Linked DNA regions of Mus musculus: regions 1 and 3 are each linked to region 2. Evidence: chromatin contacts called from public HiChIP or PLAC-seq data. All regions are on one chromosome and are shown on one strand. Each heading gives the region's core, a stretch centred on a gene start, on an enhancer-like site or on the middle of the called end of the contact. The rest is flanking DNA. Distances are from core to core; before and after follow the strand shown.

Evidence for each region. HiChIP or PLAC-seq counts read pairs in DNA pulled down with a chosen protein or histone mark.
Region 1: a contact with region 2 is called in an H3K4me3 HiChIP or PLAC-seq map of embryonic hindbrain, with 4 times the contacts expected there. The contact joins the promoter of C130071C03Rik here to the promoter of Adgrv1 in region 2. A contact is called at or near these places in 1 of 39 promoter capture datasets (hippocampal neurons) and 3 of 115 datasets of contacts at active chromatin or transcription factors (embryonic hindbrain, embryonic midbrain and forebrain).
Region 3: an H3K27ac HiChIP or PLAC-seq map of embryonic stem cells shows a contact between it and region 2, with 6 times the contacts expected there. The contact joins the promoter of Tmem161b here to the promoter of Adgrv1 in region 2. A contact is called at or near these places in 4 of 39 promoter capture datasets (embryonic stem cells, frontonasal cranial neural crest, hippocampal neurons and 1 more), 1 of 115 datasets of contacts at active chromatin or transcription factors (embryonic stem cells) and 1 of 9 other capture datasets (liver).

Annotation. Positions count from the first base shown.
Region 1 is chr13:83,719,982-83,724,594 of GRCm38.p6, reverse strand. It overlaps C130071C03Rik (RIKEN cDNA C130071C03 gene), which reads right to left and starts at 3,214. Exons shown (of 4, transcript NR_152245.1): 1 at 2,940-3,214. It overlaps Gm52046 (a long non-coding RNA gene), which reads left to right and starts at 2,940. Exons shown (of 2, transcript XR_003950632.1): 1 at 2,940-4,613.
Region 2 is chr13:81,630,158-81,634,597 of GRCm38.p6, reverse strand. Adgrv1 (adhesion G protein-coupled receptor V1) reads left to right here and starts at 1,454. Exons shown (of 90, transcript NM_054053.4): 1 at 1,454-1,591. The coding sequence starts at 1,570.
Region 3 is chr13:84,220,788-84,225,812 of GRCm38.p6, reverse strand. It overlaps Tmem161b (transmembrane protein 161B), which reads right to left and starts at 3,517. Exons shown (of 12, transcript NM_175187.5): 1 at 3,379-3,517. The coding sequence starts at 3,381. A230107N01Rik (RIKEN cDNA A230107N01 gene) reads left to right here and starts at 3,638. Exons shown (of 2, transcript NR_138587.1): 1 at 3,638-3,675; 2 at 3,923-5,025.

The DNA.
Region 1 (4,613 bases), core at 1,965-4,464, 2.1 Mb before region 2:
TTTATATAACATATCTGAGTGCAATGTGTGTATTCTAGACTTTGTCTTATGAGTTTTTTTTTTTCCCCCATACACCAAATGGTCATTTTCTGAGTAGATGTGGTGCAGGTGGGCCGGGCACTGAGTGGAGGAGGGAGGGGACCCAGCAGCCCCTCCCACTCTCTATGTTTCCTTTTCATGGGCCAGGTTCTGAGCAGGCAGGGGCCTCTGAAACCTTACTGTGGTTCAGATAACTAACCTGTTCAAATGCTAGGGCAGATGCCTTCCTCGTAGAACACTGGAGCATTTGAAGCCTTTGAGGTTTCAATTTAAAATGTCACTTATTAACAAATCCCAGTTTTTAAAACAATGAATGCACCTGTTAATCTAAGGTCAGGATTTCCTATCGAATACCCTTAGCTGTAGAATAGTGAGTGGAACAACGGTCTAAAATATCTCACCCATGTGGGTAAGAAGCCTTGGTATAGCCAAATTATTGTCTCCATTTTGAATAATTGCAAAGGTTTGCTAATTACATTTTTCTTTAAATAAAACAGGAAGCTCTTAGTTTCCCTAAAAACAGATGATTAAAATATAGTTTTCTATGTTCTTTTTATTTATTTTTTTAAAAAAAATCTCCCAACTGTTCATGAAGTCTCAGCTCATTTTTATAAATGCAGTTTTTGTTCTAATTTTCTTGAAAGTGGATAGGAGTATGTTCTGTAACATATGCACTCAAACCTTGAGATAGACACTTAGCAATCTGTGTGGTGTGTGGTGTGTGAGTAAACTCACATTGCTAATACTGAATAAAACAGAGCTCTATTCCTTCTCAATGAGCCTTATATCTTGCTGAGTATTAAGGTTTCTTCTTGAAAAATGAAGCCTTCATAGGAGAGAGAAGGAGAGGGAAAAGACTGCAGAACAATTAGACTATACTGGGCAGACATACACCAGGCAACCAAACCCAGTTCACAGGGGTTTTTAGGTCTTGCAAGCACCTTGGAAAGCGGCAGTGTTCCTTTTCCCTTCTCTGTGTGGGACTTTAGAATGTATCTTATTTGTCACCCCCAAATCATAGCTAGAATGGATTCTGGTTTCACTGTCTTTGGTATAACTTTAAACATTTTTGAGCCCTGATGTGAAAAATACAGAAAAGTGGAACGTGTGCTTTAAAATGGTGGAATTTTTTGGTGTTTGCATGCAAACCAGTGCCAACAAGTCAGCATATTATACCCTGGGTAAAGGAAAGTTGCTTGATTTAGAACAGAAAATTAGGTCAGCATAATAATTCATGTCATAAAAAAACATGAAAATGTTTGCTATAAAAACATAGATGTGAGTGGTCATTGTGATTAGTGTGAAGGGTGGAGACAGAATCCTGGTGTGTTTTGGTCTCCCTTGATATAACTCTCTCTTTAGTACAGAATTAAAGAAATGAAAACAGACTGAACTACTAGATTGGGACTGGGCTCTTTGTCACATGCCCATGGTCTACTGTCTCCAGAGAAGGCACAGTTATTCCATTCCCTGCTTGTTGAGTAACATGAAGAAACGGATGCAAGGGTGGCAGTATTGATCAGAAAACATTACTCTGTGAGAAGGAGACTGGTACATTTGAAGTCTGCTTAAATCCATAGTTGGTTGTCTAGGGAGGGAGCCTTTATGTGTATGAGTTGGCAGTCTGAGGGAATGAAGCTCTGAGGAAGAGCTTCCTAAGTCAGCTCCCATGGAGAGGTTCTCCCAGAACACCTGTGTGCATCTACGCGGAGGTGTGTGTGTGTGTGTTGTGTTGTGTGTGTGTAAAACATTTGATCAAAAAATACATTCATAAAATTCTGCCTTGTTATCTATTGGAACCAGGTATCAAGGTCATTAACTGCCCAGGACTCAGCATCCTTGGTTTTGATGGCTTCTTTCATCTCTCTGGCTCTTTACTGTACTTCTTTTCAGTAGGGCGAGGCTGAATTTTCTCCTCCTCCCTTCTTGATTCTGGCAAACAAAACCATTCTACCACTTGAGCCATCTGCCGCAGGTGTAATGGATGGCAGGGGGCCCCCCCCGACCTAACTACACCCCAGTCTCTTCCAGGTCCTCACCTCTTGGCACCAAACAAATGAGTCCTGTTCTGCCGCTAGGGTGCCAAGGTGAATGGTGGGTGCTGGCTCCAGCCTTTGGCAACACTCAGTGCTTAGAAACTAGAACCAGCTGACAACACACGCAACAGACAGGCACCCCCCCACCCCAATCTGCACACAAATGGAAGATGCATACATAACACTTAAAAGCCTTTTTGATTCCCTCTTAATTCTTGGTAACTTCGAGCTGTCTTACTCATTACATATAGACGTCCCCCCCCCCCCCGAGTGTGTTTGCGTGTAGGGGGCACGCACGAATGTGCGTGTATATTTAAATAACGCTTATTGGTAGGTCAGCAGCAGCTGATCAGTCATGGTGATCCAATAATCTTTTTGACTACATACGAATTTTCGTTAAAGTCATTCTTTATAAAAGGAAAATAACAATATCCTGTACAATCTAGGGATCCTAGGTTAGAATCGAGGGGATAGTAGAACCAAAGAGCGCCCACCTTGCCAAACTTTCCCTTTTAAAGGTCTGAGAGAAGAATACTTTCTCACTTCCTGATACCAAAGCGTCACTTGAACGAGGGTATGTAAGGAGCGGAGGTGCAGGTCCGCATAGGGAGAGGGCTCTAGAAGTCACAGCCGTCTCGGATGACCTTAGCAGGTTGGGAAGCAGCCCTAGGCGGGAGCCTGAGCCACAAGCTAGCTACAAGGCGCACTGGCACCCATTTATTCTGGAACCCTTACGCTGTAGCCCTTCCCCGACCTTCACTCCATCCCAGTTTTAACCGCTGTTTGATTACCACCAGACTCTCAGATTTGGGCGGGGTCTGGACCCTTCCAAGTGAGAGCTCTTCGGGCCCCCAGAGTACTCACCTTTGGCGAGACCTTGGCAAATCACAGCCCAGAAGCATCAAGTTTCCACTCCCAGATGTACCAGAGTCCCTCCTGTCTTCCATTCACAGCAAGGCCTCTCTCTCCTCTCTCTCTCTCTCTCTCTCTCTCTCTCTCTCTCTCTCTCCCTCTCTCTCTACTTTCGGAAGCAAAACAGCTTGGTTATTCAGAGGAGGAAAGAGACACGAAAGAGTGGGGGAGGGTGAAAGAGAGAGGAAAAGAAGGGAGAGGGGGAGAATGGAGGTTGAAGAGGAGAAGAACCAGAAGATAGTGCGGGCGTTGGTAGAAGAGGAGGAGGAAGAGGTGGAGGGATGGGAGGGGTAGGGTGGAGTAACAGAAGATGGGGTGGGATGTGACCGCCAGGAATAAATTGCTCCCCACCCAGCTGCAGTGCGACGCCCCCAGCGTCTCTGGGGAGCTGGTGCGTCAGCTCCGGACTGGCCTAGGCGGGGCGGTACAAAAGCTAGCACCGCAGGACCCCCTGCGAGGGCTTCCACCCAGTTCAGCCAGCCCACGAGGCCGCTTCCCCAGGCAGCCTCCTTGCTCGGGCGAGGTGACTCTCCACGGCCTTCAAACCCTCCGGAACTTTTACTTCAGCCGGGGAGCCTAGCCATCCTGTTTGGTTTCAGAAAAGTGCGGAAGCCCGCAGGGCATCCTCACCCTCACTGGCGGCTTAACGCCGTGGCCTGAGCGGCTGCGGTCGGTTGAGTCCTGTTCCACCTCCAGCCCCGCTTTCCCAATGCCCGGGTTAAGCGGAGCCCCGACTCTCCGCTTGCCTCTGGGCATCTCTGCCTCTTCTATGCCCTTTCCTCTTCTTTCTTTCTTTCTTTCTTTCTTTCTTTCTTTCTTTCTTTCTTTCTTTCTTTCTTTCTTTCTTTCTTTCTTTCTTCCTTCCTTCCTTCCTTCCTTCCTTCCTTCCTTCCTTTCTCTCTCTCTCTCTCTCTCTCTCTCTCTCTCTCTCTCCCCCCTCCCCCTCTCTATATGTGTGTGTATTGGTGTGTACGTTTGTGTTTGTGCTCACGCGTGAACGCATGTGTGTATATAAGCGCGCAGTGCACGTTCTGAGCAAGAAAGAAGGTAAAATCTGGCACAAAAGTAGTTTTGGTCTCCTGCATCTTGAAGACAGGAGCAAGTTAAACGTATTTGACATTACATTTCGAAGTTTAAAAAAAAAAAACGAGGCTGGAGCACGACGGATCATTTAAACTGAGGTTTTACACTGCAAGGATCATTTATTATTGTTAAGTAAGATGAAAATAAGCTGAAAATGAAAAGCAATCAGTAGGGCAGAAAACAAGATATTTTGCCAACCGTCCGAAGTTGGGAGCGGTTGGAAAGGTTTTCCTGAGTAGGAACATCCAGGGTGGATAAAGGTGGAAGCCACAGATTCACACAAAACCGCTTCAGTACGTGATGGGATTAGAAATGGGACCGTGCTTTCCGACACAGACAACCCTTTAGTTCTCTGTTAACCGCATTAAACCAGCCCCATACAATGATTTCATGGACGCCTTTAATGCACAGACACGGGGGAGTCACGGAGGGTGCACGCGGTCGGTTTGAAAAATTCATAAAGAGAAAAAGTTTTAAAACATCGATATCTAAACACTCGAGTGCGTTTTTTCTCAGACAATCATACCTAAACACAGTGAGCCC
Region 2 (4,440 bases), core at 205-2,704:
AGGACTAAGGACTAAGAACCTCCGACCTACAGGGACAGAGTTTGAGACACTGTAAATAGCAAAACAAACCAAGCCAAAATGTACTTCCGTCTTCCCATTTTTTGTTTTGCTTTATGATTATCTGGATAACTGGCTCATGATTTTGATTCTCTGTCGCCTTAAATCCTCTTACTATGCTACCGACTTGAGAGCTCACGCCCGCTTGTGTCCACTTCGTTCACCGCTTCTAGAAGCAGCAGTTTACTCTTACCTTTTGTAGTGCGTGCCGTGGGCATTTTCAGCCCCATGAATATGGTGTACAACAACTAGTTTGCCTAACCTTATCTTTGATGTCCAGCTGTTTGCCGAGTCCTACAATTTTGAGATGAGGCATTCTGCAATAGTTCATAATAACTGTGTCCCTGGATCCCCGTTTGTTACTTAAAGCTTATTCCATTCTGTTAGTTTGGAATGGATCTTGGATCCTCCACTGGCCTCTCTTTCTATTTAATTTAGTCGCTTTGTCTTTTCCTACTTTTTTTTTTTTTAAATCTGCTCTTAATTTATAACCTTGCTTCTTTCATTAAAAAGTGGAGGCAGGGGTCTGGAAAGTTGACGTTCTTCTAGAGGACCCAGGTTCAATTCTCAGCACCCGCATGGCAGTTCACAACTGTCTGCAACTTCAGTTTCAGGGGGATCTGTCACTCTTACCTATGAACAGAACATCAAATTAAATAATTATTAGCACAAAAAGTGGAGGCAGAGGGTTGGACCAAAAATCTTAGTCTTTTTCCTTGTTTGAAACTTCCCATGAATGATGCTGCAATTGTTCTGATAACCACCACGGCTCTTCCCACTATGGAGCCTTCATGACTAAGTCTAGGGGAGAATAACGACCCACATACACATGCCCTGTGTGCTATCAGAAAAAACTTGGTTCCCTTAATCCTTGAAGAACTTAGGTATTATTACAGTAGGTAATAAACTAGGTATTAATACAATATGAGATGGCAAAGATGTTGCCTTGTAAGTGTGCATAGAGATACCGCCTTCATTTCTAGTAATTCATCAGTGAATGAGTACTCAGAGTGAACACTTGAAGAAGGGCTTCAATCGATGGTAAAGGAAACACCCTTTTAGGTTCAGCAAACTGGAGAGAAGACTGGGAGCCGCTTACAGCAGAGCAGCTCCAAAGTTTAGCGCCTAAGAGAACCGGCCAAGCGCTGTGGTACCCAGCAGGTCAGCTTGGACGCCTGACTGCTGGAAGAGTCCATTAGTCATGGCCAAGGCGGGGAGTTCACCACGACGGAGTGCGGACCTGGCTGCCCGCTGCGCAGAGGACAGCCTGCTGCCAGGACAGTCACCCCCGCTCCACCGACCAGGTGAGCCCATCCCCCGGGCCAGAGTCCTATTGGAGCAGAGGAGCGCTAGGGGGAGGGGAGAGGATGAAGTCTTTGGCTGGAAGGGACAGTGCGGGGAAAGGATTAGCGTTGCAGAGGGTTGCGCTGGGTGTGAAGGGAGGAACGGCAGCGGTGGGGACCCTGGGTGTGAAGGGAGGCCCGGCACCGGCGGGGATCGGAGGGCACGCAGATGTCGGTGACCTCAGAACCAGGTAGGATGTGACTTGGGGTTGGTGCTGAGGGAATCCAGTGGGTCGGGGAGGGCTACAGCATCTCTTAGGCAGTTCCCGGGCAGCCGCCGCTTGCACCTGTTGCTGGAGGTAGGAGCGAGGGCGGCGCAGAAGGCGGGCGGGTAGCGGCCGCACGGACAAGCGGGTGGCGGGCTGCGGGTAACGGGACAAATGCCTGGTCCCTGCACAAGGCTGCGGCTTTGCATAGCTGCTCCCAAAGCTGCCATCTCAGAGAAGAGGAGACTGGGATGAGCAGAGCGAAAAGTTCCCATATCTCTTTCTGCCCAGTTGAAACACAGGCTCTAGTTTCAAAGATGGCTTGGAAAAATAATTGGGCAAGAACTGCAGGTGGTCGGTAGATAAAACTTCTTTTTGTGAATATCGAGGTAACTTTAAAGGAATCTTGTTAATGTTCCAGATACCTACTGCTTCAGGGAGTTTCAGTCAAGCACATTGTTTCCGATGAGTTTGAAATTAACATAGAGTGTAAAAATTCCTTATGTATATACACACACATATTTCTTTTATATTTTAAATTTCCTGAACTATTTTTCATTTCCATTGAGAAAATAACTTTAAGGTACAACATTAAGTTGTATATAACTTGTGTAAACTAACATCTTACAAAATCTATAGCCTTTAACATGTACATAATGTGTTTATAAGCTGCACATTCTTTTTTATTAGATATTTTCTTTATTTACATGTCAAATGTTATCCCCTTTCCTAGTTTCCCCTTCGAAAATCCCCTATCCTCTTCCTCCCTCCCCCTGCTCCCCAGTCCACTCACTCCTGCTTCCTGGCTCTGGCATTCCCCTATACTGGGGCATAGAACCTTCACAGGACCAAGGGCCTCTCCTTCCATTGATGACCGACTAGGCCATTCTCTGTTACATATGCAGCTGGAGCCATGAGTCCCACCATGTGTTTTCTTTGATTGGTGATTTAGTCCCAGGGAGCTCTGGGGTTACTGGTTAGTTCATATTAATACTCCTCCTATGGGGCTGCAGACCCCTTCATAAGCTGCACATTTGTAGAAATTGGAATTAAGATGTTACTTCTTGACAGGAAAAGTCCAAAATACCCCTTAAGTGATTTGGCACTGAGTGTTACAACCATCTTCCATCCCTGAACCAAAGCTTCCTTCTTTGTGAGTCATCTCTCCAAAGAACTAGAGCAAAGAAATAAAGAGAAAGGACATTAAAGAAGACAGTAGACATTTAATCAGGGCAGAGGTACCAGACTTATGTCTGGGAGATTTCCTAGGCTAAGTAGTAAACTCCTACTGATTTACAAATACATTCTGAATTATTACAAAAAAAATGCATGCGATTGCATGTGTTGGAGAATTATATCCCACTTCTGCCACAACTTAAGTGACTTTGAACATGAAACTGTTCTTCAGGATTTTGTTTCTTCACTTATAAAATCAAGCTCTTTGTGCTAGGTGATTGCAAAGATGTAGTCTAGTTAAAAATTACATCACTCAAGGTTGCATCTGTTAAAAAAACAATGAGTATATCAAATGCATCCAAGCAAAATTGAACAACTGAACCACCTTATTTCCATGATGAATATGTACAATTCAATTCTTACTCAAAGACATTAGTCATGAGCTCCTTGAAGTCCTTTATAAAGACCTTATTTGACATATCATCATCATAAACTAAAGAGCAGTATCCTAATTCCCAGACAGTGACACTGAAGCTGGGAACTTTCAAGATTTCTGCTTCAAATCCCCAGTTATGAAAACCAGATCAAGGGTCTTTTCTGAGTGCTTTTAGACGTCCATTATGCTGAATATTAGGAACATTACCTTAATCTCCTATAGACTCACGAAATCTGACTATACCAAGTCCACAGTGAGGCAAAGGCTAACTATGTGAGAGCATCAAGTCTTGATGCCATCAGGTATAAGAACAAAGTGTTAGTTAAAATTCTCAGTATTTAGGAAAATAATTTAGTTTTACGCTGTTGAATTCCTATTGTATTTGATGTCATAGAATAATAATATGAAATATTTAGGACACAAATGTTCTTATAGAAATAAAAACAATTGTTAGAAATACTGTGAAGGAGCAAAAGGCCATGTTACACCAGAGAATGTCAGCTGTTTTGTCCCTTGGAGGTGGCCATGCTCAAGACAAGGAGGGATGATGTGCCGTGGGAGAAGGGGCTTTACATCGGCTAACTGTGACCAAAGGCTTTGTTTATATCCTCATGAATGGCAATGGCATGCCGCTTTTGCCTAGTGTACACAGTATGCCAGGAATTCGACTAATCCCTTTATCCAGATCAACTTTATAATTAACCATGAACTGTAATTTTGATTTCCATATGAAGAAACTAGGGCAGAAAGATCTACATCCTGGGAGAATTTCCCCCACCTTCTAAAACACGTTGTTTTCTTTACTGCTGTGGAAGACAGGAATGAACTCCTGAAGCTCCAAGAGAAGCCTTGTAGCCAAACTGGACTGACTTCTTTATTTGTGTGTGACTACAGTGGAACTTAGGAAAGCTGAGAAGCAGTTAAGGTCACACATTCTATTTTCATTTTGGTCACCCAAGCAATCCTTTCATCTGTTACCTGTTAATGGGCAAATGTGCTCGTTAATTTATTGTCACTCACAGATGCTATATACACCCTTGCTGTATTGATGCCATTTCATTAAAAAATGTCCAGGTTGCACCACTTAGAAAGCAAAGCCTTTAAGGACAGAACCTGTGTCTTTCTCTACTATCTATAGATGTAGCAAAGTTGTTGACCAGTTGAGTCATTGCCCTGTTACTTGTCTGCAACCACTAATTATTGTTTATGTTGCATGTATAAG
Region 3 (5,025 bases), core at 2,268-4,767, 2.6 Mb before region 2:
CCATCTTCCTTTAAGAATGGTTTGAAGGCCACTTGTTTCAGACTTAACTATAGAATTTATTAAAAATAAAATTTTGAGTTGGGAATGATAGCTCATACAATAATCCCAGCATTTGGGAGGCTGAAGCAGGAAAGCAGGGAGTTCAAGGCTAGCCTGAGCTACTGAATTAAGAACCTGTTTCCAAAAGCAAGCATGCAAAGATTCTAAAATTTTACTACTCAAAATAGGATCCAAATACACATTTTTTTTTAAAACCAAGAATCATAGGTATTTTTTTTTTTTCTGAATAGTACAGAATTCACTGTATACCAGACTGGCCTTGGACTCACAGATCCCATGCTGGGATTTAAGGCATGCACCACCATGCCCAGGCATTCTTAAGGAAACTTAAGTATCCCAACACTCTTCACAAGTTCACTAGATGTCAGCTATTCCTTGACTCCCTCAGTTTACAATCAACTCACTGGTCGGTACTCTCCAAGTGTGTGTTTCTCTCTAATCACATAGCACATTATTTCTTCCCAGCACCGCTCCTCACCAACTCTGCTATAGCAAAGCTTTCTGTCTCCCCACAATTAACAGCAGCAAATTATTAAACTGCTACATTGACTAAACAAGCCACCAGGGATCTGTAACTCAAAATGTTGCTCTAATTGTGCTACTGTTCTCTCATAAATCAAAACCAATGCAAGATTTCCATCACAACAGAAAGTGGAACAGAATTAAAACACTTGCAGTATGCTTTCTACCAAATATTTTCACATACTGAAAGCAAATAATGTAGTTCAGTATTTTTGGTCTACGTCACAAGCCTATGGTCCTTTGCTCACAATACAAGAACCTGATACACACAGCACATCTATGAAGTTTGGGGGCTACAAAACCAGATCAGAGAATGAGAGGGCAGAATAAATTTATAACCAATTAAACATCAGTAAATCCAAAATATTCACTGTGGGGTAGCATTTATAAGACATGAAATAGCTGGCCTAATATAAAGACAAGGATTCTCAGACTACCCAAATGATGTGTGTGTGTGTGTGTGTGTGTGTGTGAATATATATGAATGATGTTTTTAAAGGAACTAAAAGAGCAAGGGAACCATATTAAATCTTTTTTTCTTTTTTACTTATTGACTTTACATCCCACTCACTGGCCCCCTCCCACAATCCTTCCCCTGACCCCCACCCCCACCCCGAGCAGGTGGGGCCCCCAGAATATCCCTCAACCCTGGTAGATCAAGTCTCTGTACCACATTAAATTTTAATCAGAAACTTGTATTTGTCATGAAATAAGGTTCTAAGTCACTGAATGTAAAGAATCAGAAGATGACTAAAAGCCAATTCTACTTTTGCCAGGAATTTAGAACTTCTCAAAGAGTTCAAACTCTTACCAAATGCATGTATGTAAACTAATGGGTAGAATCTGGGTCTTGAGAGTTCATGTCTAGTGAGTGTTCTTCTCACTGTATGGTTCACAACTTAAAACAAACTGTTAATTCAACCAAGCTCAACCTAAATTCCGACCATCCTTGCTTTATTTTTTTAAAGGATTCCAAGCAATGACGGCAATTCCATACACAAACATCAACTTCATAGCGGTGAACAACTTTAACTTTAGTCAAGTAACTAACTCAAAAACAAGACAGATCAATGTCACAATGGGGACAACCAGGCCCCACATTGTGAAGTGTCACCAAGAGATTAGCTGAAAATATATCTACTTCCTTAGAGCGGCCAGAATGGTTCTGTGGCTCTCTGGATGCAGAGAACACACTCTAATTCAGCTTCCCTGTGACTATCGTGTATTTAATCATTTTATTTAGATACTAGTGTCAACTTCCTAGACAAGACCAAGTTTATTAGACCTCACCTCAGGTATAACACTGCCTGCTTCTAAACTCCACATTCTTCCTTCTGTAAAATTTGAAGAGATGGGGAGGTTGCTAGACTTTAATTCCTTCTAGTTCTAACGTTCCCTCTCTAATTTCACTATCTCAAATGAAAACAGAACTCTCTTAAGGAATCTAAGCCATACTATTCAGAGGTTCAAAACACTAAAACAAACAAACAAACAAACAAAAACATTAAAAGAAACAAGTCACCTGGTAGTTTGCAACTGGAACCAGGTGATTTTTTTATTCTCTAGTAAGTCATACAAAACAGCAATATTAATCCTGAAAAAAGGGGCATGGCCAAACTGGGAGTAGTGGCATATGCATTTGATCCCAGCACTTGGGAAGCAGAGGCAGACAGATCTCTGAATCAGAGGGCAGTGTGGTCTACATAAAAAGGCAGCAGCATAGTCAACTAAAGCTTGAACCCAAGATAGAAGTCTCTGCAGATGGTTTGAAATCGTTCATGTGGCTGATTGCCTGTTCAACTTTACCAGAACCCTAGGACCTTGGAAATAGCAACTATCTTTTTTAAATCCTTTTATGTTCCAGGAAGTAGTTGACTGCAGTCACCAGCCCCTACACAACCACCTGCCTTCCTCTCATAGTCCCCCAATAAAGCCAAACTTAGATGTTTCGAAATCCCATTCATTTCATCAATTAACTCCTGAACTGTGTGATCAGTCAGCACCCATTGCTTCTTATCTACAGTTGATTAAGACGTTCTTTGTACAAGTCCCTGAACCTTGTCCTTTCAGACTAAAACAGCAGAGAACTCTGAGAATGACTGGCCTCACGGTAAAACACCCTTCGGTTACTCCTTTCCCTCCAATCTCTCACACCAGGTTCTTTTTATGTTTACGTATCCTTCTCACCTAACCTTTAAGACACTTGCAAATAATATGGCTCAAGCTGTGCTCCCTCCTTCGATAGAGATGTACAATAGGAAATTACAAATTTTTCCTTTCAAGTTAAATCTGTTGGGACTCAACCTGGACATTTTCTTTAAAAGTGACATTGATTTTCAGTTCTGCTCTAGTTGAGTGTTAAGAGAAGCCAATTTTGTCTTAAGTGCCTCGGCGTTGCTTGTCTCCAAGGAGACAGGCAAGCGTGCAAAAAGGCACTGCTGCGTCCTTAAAATCTCAGCCAAAAGCCTGCGGCGGGAAAAGGTGGCAGGGACAACGTGGTGGGTAGAGCAAGGTCATCAGTGGGCCACCTGGCGCCACAGGACACACGCGAGGGCAGACTCCTTAGACTGGGTACTCCGACAGACCCGCCCCTCTCCAACCCCACAGGTCCCTCGGCTGTCTGGAACCCCGGCGGCGGCCGCGCGCACTCTGGGAAGGTTGGGGTCCTGCCAGCGGTTCATCCCAACGCTCCAGCAGGTTCCATTCCCAGCAGGGACATCAACCGGCTCCTTTCACAGACTGACCTCCCTGTCCTTTCCTCCTGAAGGTTGTCACTCTCATCCTCACAAGACTCACCATAACGCCAAGAACAGGTCGTGGGACAGACAGTCTAGAGTCCCCGGGACCGTCCAGAATCTCCCCTTCAGGTTCTGCAAAACGGAGCTCTCGAAACCGCGAAGGGAAAGGTCTTCCGGCTCGGCCGGAAGTCCTGCCCGCATGGGACAGGAAGTTCCTCCCTCTCCGGACCGCCAGCGACCCCACGCCACGCAGAGAGGAGGAGCCGCAAGGCGTTCTCTAAAGCCACTTCCGTGGGTGTGAGGCTAGGGCGGGGGGCGGGGCTGACCTTGAGAACGCAGGGGCGCAGGCGCACAGGTAGGTGGGCGGGGCGGGGCAGGGCGGGGCGGGGCGGCATGCCCGCAGGATTCCTAGGTAGGTGCGGTATTTTTCGCGGGCGCTGGTGGTCGGTTTGTGCTGCTGCAGGGATCAGCTGGGTGGGTGTAGCCCTCGTACTCTGACGGTTTATTGAGGGTAAAGAACCTTCTTGGCTGTATTCATGCTGAGATCATTCAGAAATTGTTTAGCTCAGCCAGCCTCTTTTCTGTCCGCTTTCCTTACGCAGTACCTTGGAATCTCAGTTAAAAATTCATGCTGTCCAAGCACCTTCCTCTCTTAGGTCAATGGAATGTGACCTTTAGAAGTTCTTTGCTCTTCACAGACGCCAGCTCAAGCCAGAGGATATCTACAAAGAGCAGAGGAGCTAAGAAGAAAATTCAGTATGGACATTTCCTACCTACTTAATACCAATATGAACAAAAAGGGCCTTACAACATTCTCATATACATACATACATAAATACACACACATTTATGCTTTATGACACCTCCCTCCTTCCAAATCTGTACCAGTGAACTTGCCTTTATATTGTGATGAGGGTTAACCATAGAGGTAAGTTTGAAATAAGGACACAGAGCATCTTTGGCCCAGAAATTATCACACCGTTTAACGATCCTTATGGAAACATGCTTATCTCACCCTTCTCCGTGAGATACCTTTTACCATAATGTGGTTCTCTTGTGGAGTCAGAACTGGGGAGGAAATTCATCTTCAGCAGTCAAGGTTGCACAAACTTGCAACTATGAAACAGCTATGATGTTCAACCTCTAACTGGCCCAAGGACCCTGGGAAACAATCCTGAGCTACCTAGAGATGTTAGATTGGTGCTGTTTCAAAAGGATACAGAAACAAAGTTTATACATTATGTTAATTTTTAATGGTGGGGGGAGATAGGGTGACAGGTGATAGAGAAATTATAAGAAATGAGAGAAGCTACTCCGAGACCAATAGCCTTGAGGAATAGTTTGTGAAACTGAGAACTTCCCCAAGGGTTCTGTTACTGCTTTATAGAAACAAGCCTGTTAATAGACAGGCCCCAGGGCAACTGCAGTATAGTAAAGAAGGACTCCGGTTGACCGCTCCTGTATCTGGGGGAAGCCATTGCTATCCTTGAGAAAGAAAAGATGGAGGTGGCGAGTGCCTATCAGCCTGTCAGTGACATCACATTCTGTGAAGTCTTGTCTTTCACTTGTGACACAGTGGGTCTTCCATCTGTCCTAAACCTGGCAGCCTTGTTAAGGATCAGAAAACATCTTCTCCTATATGACAGTAGGATAGGAATTATTAGCAGGATAGAATCCATTCCTGCCAGAGGAAAAACAAGAAATC